Linked DNA regions of Oryctolagus cuniculus: region 2 is linked to region 1. The links are chromatin contacts, called in public Micro-C maps. All regions are on one chromosome and are shown on one strand. Each heading gives the region's core, a stretch centred on a gene start, on an enhancer-like site or on the middle of the called end of the contact. The rest is flanking DNA. Distances are from core to core; before and after follow the strand shown. Region 1 overlaps IGF2BP2 (insulin like growth factor 2 mRNA binding protein 2). Region 2 holds the start of IGF2BP2 (insulin like growth factor 2 mRNA binding protein 2).

Region 1 (4,300 bases), core at 570-3,069:
CCCCAACCTGCAGCACTGGCATCTCATGTGGGCACCTGTTCAAGTCCCCACTGCTCCACTCCCTGCTAGTGTGCTTGGGAAAGCAGCGGAAGATGGCCCAAGTCCTCAGGCCCCTTTATCCACATGGGGGACCTGGTGGAAGCTCCTGGCTTCAGATCAGCTCAGCTCTGGCCATTGCAGCCATTTGGGGAGTGGACTGGCATATAGAAGACCTCTTTCTCTCTGTCGCTACCTAACTCTTTCAAATAAATAAATAATAATAAATATTTCTTAAAAAAATCAACTACTTAAAGATGCAAGTAAGAGCAGCAGCTACTTCACAGCGTAACAGTTGCTATGTGGAAGAGCACAGATTTACACAGAGAGAAGGAGAAGCAATGAGAGAGAGAGAGAGAGAGAGAGAGGGAGGGAGGGAGGGAGGGAGAGGGAGAGGGGGAGAGAGAGAGAGGGAGAGAGGGAGAGAGGGAGAGAGGGGGAGAGAGGGAGAGAGAGAGAGAGAGAGAGAGAGAGAGATCTTCCATTCGATGGTTCACCTCCCAATTTGCCACAACTGCTGCAGTTGCGCCGATCCAAAGCCAGGATCCAGGAGCTTCTTCCAGGTCTCCCACACAGGTACAGGGGCCCAAGCACTTGGGCTATCTTCCACTGCTTTCCCAGGCCATAGCAGAGAGCTGGATCAGAAATGGAGCAGCTGGGACTCGAACTGGCATCCATATGGGATGCCTGCACTGCAAGTGATGGCTTTACCCGCTAAGCCACAGCAACGGCCCCAAATCATCATCATCTTCTTCTTCTTCTTCTTCTTCTTTTTTTTTTTTTTTTAAAGATAAGTTTATCTTGGGGCAAGTGTTCAGCACAGCCGAAGTATACCTGGGTTCAAGACCCAGTTCCACTCCCCATTCCAGCTTCCTGCTACTGCATACTCTGGGAGGTGGTAGATGACGGTTCCTGTATGTGGGTTCCTACCGCTGACGTGGGAGACCTGGATTGAATTCTGGGCTCCCAGCTTTTGGCTTGGCTCACCCTTCATTGTTGTGGGCAACTGGGGAGAAAACCAGAAGATGGAAGATCTCTCTCTCTGTCTGTATCACTCTATCAAATAAATTAAAAAAAAAAAGACTTATTTTGGTGCAAAAAAATACTGCAGTTTTTTCATAACATGAATTTTCAATGAACTTTTGAAAATCCTTCATATGCCACACTCTTGGACAATATTTACACTTAAAAATACATTTAAGTCTCTTCATACTCTGTATGTTATGTAATTCTGTATTAGAGCACACACATCAGTTACTAAGGAATACACTATCCTCATATTTTTGCTTGTATGACAACATGCTCTCTACGGTCAGCTTAGTGGAGTCTTTGGTTAGGAAGGCACAGGGGAACTACAGAATTCCTCTGTGAGGACAAGCTTTACACAGCAGAGGGGAAGGCTGCTGCCCCAGAACTCGTAGACTCAGGTGGCGGTCACAGCACTAAATATCTCTAAAAACCACCTTTCACCTCCATTCCCACCACCAGGGTCCTAACTCACAGCCCATCATCATGGACTTGTTAAGTTTGTTCAATGAGTGAATGAACAGGTGGGAATAGGTCATAAAAGCAGGGCAGTTAGTTCACAAATGATATGCACACATTTTGCTGACAAAGTCCTAGCTCAGCTCAGACTTTCAGAGGATGCTGGTCCACTACAGTGAGGCTGATGGGAACGAACCCTCACCTCGCTCAGATCTATTCAGCTCTCATCCACCAGCTCATTAAGGTGGGCAGCTCCTGCACCTGGGCGATGGCACTTTGGCACCTCTGGGCCTAAGATGGCCCTGGGCCTAGCCTTATCTGTAGTCATGTGGGCTTAGCACTGGGGGAGGAGGGCTCACTCTTTCACAAAGTCCAAGTGCCTTCCAGTCATGTCAAGAGCCCCAACACTTGGATTCCATCCCATCTCAAACACCACACTCCTCCAAGATTGCCCTCTAAACTGTTTTCAGTTAGAAGGTCACGTCTCTTGCCTAACTCCAGTGGGGCAGAGATATTTTGGTGGTGACATCTCAATGAAAGGTGAACAGCCTCAGATTTTATATGATGTCCCCATGGGCTCCGGTGCCCTTCCTGGGACACGGCTTCATACATGTGCAAGATCATTCCCCACTCACGCAATGTAATGGTCTGTCTCCATTCAGGGGCAGGCAGACTGCATTTCCGCCCTTGGGAACATGCCGCTCGCTTCTGTCTTGCGGCCGGTTTATTATACAGCAAGGAGGCACCTTCTGCATCGTGCTCACAATCCCAGCAGGTGGCACCATGGAGGGGGAAGCAGTCAAATTCTTCGAGATTCAATCTAGGTTTCACAGACGGTCTCTGCAGCGTCAGGCTGCATGACGTTAAGGACATGCCTGAGTTTGGCTTCCACCAGATTGTAACAAGACTCTTCCTTTTGACCCTGATATGCAAAACTGTGCAATTAGAACTGGGTAGCAAGTCCACGCTAGGAAGGGACATGATCTCAGCCATCAAAATTAGAACTGGAAAAGTCCTCCCCAAATCTAGGCACAAGAGCTCAGTCCCAAATGCCTCCTATATAGGGCTTCTGATACTTCCCGCTTGAGATTCCAATTTATAAGCTAACAAGCCTCACCAGGAAAACAGCTTTTCCTGATGTTTAGCATTAATTTTTATTTCTTTTTATATGCTGCTTTGATCAGTTCTAAATACATTTTCTCTTTCCATGATGTTTACATCCTTCGCATTCTTAGGGACTGTTATCATATCCCCTTTAATCATCCTTTGGCCAAGCTATACATATTTAGCTCCTTTCATCTCTCCTATGTCCGTCCTTCCAGCCGTGTTGGCTCCTCTTTAAATTCCTTCCAATCTGTCAACATCTTGCTGGAACTGATGCACACCCTCCCTTAATAAACATTCTAGGTACTCCTTGTTTCCTAAGAGTTCTCCAAAGACTCCTATAAGTGAAAGGAATATTGGACCAGGGATCAGAAGTGGTAGTTAACAGTCTTGGGTCTATTCCAAGCCTCCATAACTCCCATTATAAAATGGGAGTGATACCTTTCCTGATTTGATGCAAAGAGAACATAAAATATGAAGTCACTTTGCAGACTGTAAAGTACTGTGCATGAAGACCAGGTACATATATAAATTTCATAATTTAAAAAGCATAAATGAAAAATAAGATTGGAAATATGCATGTCAAATAACAACAGTAATTAAATCTGATGAAGATATTAGAAGTCGTGGTTACATTAGCCTAGGTATTTAGGGCTTCTGTTTCCACTTTAAGGAATTATAGATTCAGTTCCACCAATACAAAAGTTCACAGAAAATAAAATTAAAAGTTTATTTTGGTGCAAAAAAAAGTTTGAAATCCATGCACACATATTTAGGTATCATCTTGTGGTAGTTAAGTATTCACCAAAAACTTCTTTCAAAAGACATTAACTCAATGTTTATTCTTTTCCAAGAAACAAACCGGGGTTTAGACCATGAGGGTCTAATATTCCCAGACTCTTTCCTCAAAAGGCTTGCAATCTGATGCAAATGACACACACTATCATTACAGTGCTTCTTGGGAAGAGGGAGCCAGGACAGCCTGGGAAACCAGGTAAGGTTTCATGCAGGTGGTGACATCTGAGTTGGGTTTTGAAGGGGGAATGAAAGAGAATAATTTAAACAAATTGCTGGTTTCTGCAACCATTATCAGCCTCGCTGAAATGTTTCATGTTATAAAGTTTTAGCAATCTGAGTTAAGCTCATGCCTATCATTTGCAGTTGCATTTCTGTCCCTGGAAAATGCAACCAACAAATCCTTCTGCTATTTCGTCCAATACCGGGTACAAGATAACTCCTATTCCCTTCAGAGAGATGTCTTAACCTCTAAGCCAAATATCCACCCTCCATGAACACTCTGAAGATCCCTCAGATTCACAGATTACCGAAAACTCCAAAATAAACATCTTTTAATTCCATTTTCCATGAGCTTTTTGAAGTACCCTCATATGATTAGTGATATATACAAATACATATGCATAGGATTTATTCATTTTTTAATTTTTAAAAAAATATTTTACTTATTTGAAAGGCAGAAGTTAGAGAGGAAGAGACAGAGAGGTCTTTCATCTGTTGGTTCACTCCCTAAATGGGCACAACAGCCAGGGCTGAGCCAGACCAAAGCCAGGAGCTTCTTCTAGGTCTCCCACATGGATGCAGAGGACCAAGCACGTGGGCCATCTTCTGCTGCTTTCCCAAGCACATTAGCAGGGAGCTGGATTGGAAGTGGAGCAGC
Region 2 (4,300 bases), core at 497-2,996, 88 kb after region 1:
GCTAGAGCTGAGCGAACTTGGTTCCCAGGGCGAGGGAAGGTGGGCGCCCCGAGTCTCGGGACGAGGTGGGAAGGGTGCGAGCCCGGATCCGACCCCAGGTAGAGCTGTGGGTGGCATTACCGGAAAAACAAATTTAATAAAGAGCGGCGCCAATTTGAAAGGATGAGCTCATTTGAAACTCAAGCTGCAGGGCTGGCGCGGCCCCGCTCCTCTCCCGGCCCCCACCTCCCCATTCCGCTACCCCGCGATCCCGAGGCTCCGCCGCGCTCCCCTGCCTGCCCCCTGCTCCCCGCGACCCCGAGAAGACCCGCCGAAGCCCCCCTGGGGTCGGCTGCGGCGGGAGCGGCGTCCCTGCCCCGCTCCCGGGTGTCACCTTGGCCTCGCCGCCGCCCCGCCCCGCCCCCACCCCACCCCACCCCACGCGCCCGTGGGGAAGGGGCGCCCGCCGGGCCGGGGTGCGGGGGCGCGGGCCGGGGGGCGAGCGCGGCTCCGAGCCCCGCGGGTACGGGAGGGCGCGTTGCGAGCGCGCGCGCCAGTGTGTGTGTCGCTCTCCGTCTCCCGTCTGGGCTCCGGCGCGCTCGCGGGCCCCCCGGTCGCCTCTTTCCCGGTTCTCAGCCCGGGCCCCCACCGAGTTGAGACAGGGCACCTCGTAAAAAGGTGCTTCTGGCCGAGCGGGAGGCGGGGGGACGGGCGGCGGAAAGCCCCCAGCCCCGAGTTCTTCTCAATAAAATCGGACAAAAAATTCAGGGAAAAATAGGAGCGCTTGAGAGACCAGCGAAGAGGGGACTGGGGCTCGGGAGAGGACCGCGGGAAATGTGCCGTCTTGCGGGGGCTGGGGGAGCCCTGAGACCTCCAAGGGGGTCATCGGGGTGCCCTCGAGGGGTCCCCAAAGCGGGGGGGTCCGGGAGCAAGGTGGGGAGGGGCTCGAAAGGAGAGTGCGGCTCCGCGGACGCCTAAGGGCGATAGGTACCGGGCACGAGGCGAGGCAAAGGGGGAAGGTCCGGCCAGGGGAGGAAGAGGGGATGCTGGATTTGAGGAGGGGGTCCCGGACAAAGGGGGTGACGGGAAGGTCAGGGCAGAGGGGGGACCCGGCACTCCGGCAGAGTGGGGGCGGGGGAGCTCCGGAGAGCGGCTCGGGGCGCCAGGGGGTACCAGGGGACACCTCCAGAGTGCTGGCGAGCCCCCGGGGACCCCCCAGCGCGGCGCGGGGAGCGCCCAGCGGGCTGCGGCCCCGAGGGCCAGGGGTGAGCCCCGGGCTAGGGCGGGGGGAGGGGAGCGAGCCGTCCCGGGAGCCGGCGGCCAGGCAGGCGGCGGGAGTTGAGGGTCTGGTGCGTGGAAGTGAGCGCGCGGACGCCGGAGCCCCCGCCGGGCGCCGCCCGCCGGGCTCGGCCTCGCTCGGGGCGCCGTCCCGGCCTGAGCCGGGCGAGGCGGGGGGGAGGGGGCAGCGCCGAGTGCTCACCCGAGAGGGTCTCGATGGCGCGGATGGCCCAGTTCTGGTCGGGGTAGTCCACGAAGGCGTAGCCAGACTTGAGCAGGACCTGTCCCGCCAGGGGCAGCTTCCTGTCCCCAAAGAGCTGCCGGAGGTCGTCGGCGGTGACGGCGGGGCTCAGGTTCCCGATGTAAAGCTTGTTCATCATCCGCGTCTTCCCCGAGAGCCCGCGGCTCCCCCGGCCCGGTACCCGGCGCTCCTCGCCTCCTCCGCTGCCCTCGTCTCTCCTCCTCCTCCGCCCGCCCGCCACCCACCCCCACCCTCACCCTCAGCCTGGCTCCCCCCACCGCGGCCGGCCCGGCCCGCCCGGGGGCAGAGGCGGAGGCGGGGACTCGGCGCGGCTGCCTCCTCGGGGCAGAGTCCCGGGCCGGGCGGCGGCGCGCGGACAAAGCGCTCTCTCTGCCTCCCTCGCTCCCTCTCAAGGCGGTGGCGGGAGGAGGAGCAGCGGCGGGCGGCGGCAGCGCACCCCGCGTGTGTCTGTGAGAGAGTTTGTACGGGCGTGTGCGCAGCCGAGAGCGGCGAGCGAGCGCCCCCTCCCCGGCCCGCGCCGCTGCGCCCCTCGCCTCGCGCCCCCCGCGCGGCTGCCCGGGCTCCTACACCCGCAAGCCGGCGGGCGGAAGCGGGTCGCGGCTCCCGGCGGTGGAATCCTGGGCGGACGCGCCGCGGAGGCCGGGCGAGCAGCGGGGCGAGGAAGGCGCGCCCCGGGGCGCGGGGTGGGAGCGCGCGAGGGGGCGCGGGGGAGCGGCCGGGACCACAGGCGTGGGAGGCAGAGGGGCCGCGGAGGCGCGTGGACACGGTGTGCGCAAGGTGGACCGGATGTGGGAGCGCGGCTGCCGGGCCCGCGGGAAGGTGCGTCTGGGAGGTGAGAGGCGAGGGCAGGCTGCGAGACAACAACTTTGGCGGCGAGTTGGCCGACACCGGCGCCCTGCGCGATGCGCTCGCTCCGAGACCCACTCCTCGAGACGACCGGGCGGCGCGTGCGACCGGAGACACCGCGGCCGGGCGGGCCCCGCCAGACCGTGCACCCTGGGGAAGTTGCCCCGGGCCTCAGTTTCCCGGCCCGGAACGGAGCGGCAGACCCCGCGGCGTGCGGCAGCCCGGCTTTGGCAGCTGCTCTCTATTCTGGGAAGCGCCGAGGGCTTCCCGGGCGGCCGCTGCGGAGCCAGGTGGCGGCGGGTGGGGAAGCGAACGCGGAGGGGCCGCGGGCGCGCGCTGCGGGACTGCGTGGCTGGGGCCGCTCCGGGGGCGAGGCACCCACCCGGGCTGTGTAGGAGTTCTCGGAGCCCTGGGAAGGGCAGGGAGAGGAACGAGGTCTTCCCGAGCCGAGGAAACGGCGTGACCGACGGAAGAGGCAGGGTTAGGATGAAAGCAGCCAGAGCCGAGCCCCCTCGGAGCCCGACCGGCTGGAGGCGGGCTGCAAGTTCCGGGCACCCGGCTGGAAGCCTGGTGGTTAGAGCCTAATCCCAGCCAGAAAATGAACTTCCATGGGAGAGAGAAAAAGCATTCAGAGGTGAAGAAGCCCTGGGCGTCCGGGAACTTCACGAGAGTTGCCGGTTTGATGGCGGAATCGCTGGGTTTGTGGGGACGAGCGTGTTGTTAGGTGGAGACGCCGCCGATGTGGGAATGGGAGATATTCGGGTTTTCCTGAGCTTCCCTGTGGACAGCATGGAAGGATCGCGGCTTGCTGGGTGTCGTGTTGTTCACGAGCAAGACCCAGGTGGTTCTCGTTTGGGAAGCACTGTTGCAAAGGAAGGCCTCGCACCTGCCCCGGCCATGTGGCCTGGGATGTTCCAACATCCCTGAGCCTCAATTCTTTCCTTTGTAGAAAGGCGGGCGTTAAGGGGCGGGCATTTGGCTCCAGGTTAGCACTCTAGTTGAGATTCCAGAATCATTCTTTATCAGAGGGAATGCCTGAGTTTGAGCTGTGAGTCCCAGCTCCTGCGAATACAGACCCTGGAGAGCAGCAGGTGTTGATGGCTCAGCATTGGTTCTCTGCCACTCATGGAGGAGACCTGGATTGAGTTCTCAGCTCTCTGCCTGCCCTGGGTGGCAATGCTCACTCTTTCTTCCCTTCTGCCTCCTTCCTCCCTTTCTATGCCTCCCCCCTCCCCCTCTCAGTAAATAAGTAAGTTTTAAAAAAGATCAACCCTTGCAGAGCTGTTGTGAGGGCTATATGAAAGATAAGGCACTGAGCACAGGACCCACACACACAATGCTTGTTTCTTTTCTTGGTCCCAGGAACTCATGAGTTTTCTTTTATATATAACGTACAGAGAGGTAGATCTTGCACTCACTGGTTTACTCCCCAAATGCTAGCAACAGCCAGGCTGGGCCAGAACTCAATGCAGGTTTCCCATGTGGGTGGCAGGAACCCAACTGGTTGATCCATCACCTGCAGCCTCCAGGGGTGTGCATGACCAGGAAGCTGGAGTTAGAAGCTGAAATGGATCTCCAACCCAGGCACTCCAGTGTGGAATGCAGGGATCCCAAATGGCATTGAACCACTGTCCCAAACACCTACCTCTAAGAGACTTTCTTTGGGGGAAGGAGATTTTAAATCATTAGTTGTCCAGAGGAAAAAATACTGTATCTATTCACACCTCCATGCTTGTAGTGATATAAATTCTTGCTTTTGTCTCAAACATTCACAGACTTCCTCCTCTAGAAAAAGTATTAGTTTGCACTGCACTGGAGTTTGGAATGGACTTTGACATTATTCTGCAATAATGATGATGAACAGGGTTTGGATGCCTCCCTACTAAAATGCAGAAGGGAATCATGAGTGAAACCCCCTTGTGTGTGCTTCAGGTC

The links. A called contact is a pair of places that touch in the nucleus more often than the background predicts.
Region 2: a contact with region 1 is called in a Micro-C map of ear pinna, with 2.3 times the contacts expected there. The contact joins the promoter of IGF2BP2 here to the enhancer-like site in region 1. A contact is called at or near these places in 3 of 6 Hi-C or Micro-C datasets (ear pinna, embryonic fibroblasts and skin fibroblasts).

What each region holds. Positions count from the first base shown.
Region 1 is chr4:95,388,017-95,392,316 of mOryCun1.1, forward strand. The region is part of intron 2 of IGF2BP2 (insulin like growth factor 2 mRNA binding protein 2); the gene reads right to left. Among named protein-coding and RNA genes, the nearest start is that of IGF2BP2, 87 kb to the right of the region's middle. Within about 2 kb of position 1,820, at least 1 of the 8 cell types and tissues checked has an H3K27ac peak or open chromatin away from gene starts, as enhancers often do.
Region 2 is chr4:95,475,786-95,480,085 of mOryCun1.1, forward strand. IGF2BP2 (insulin like growth factor 2 mRNA binding protein 2) reads right to left here and starts at 1,747. Exons shown (of 15, transcript XM_002716464.5): 1 at 1,460-1,747. The coding sequence starts at 1,637.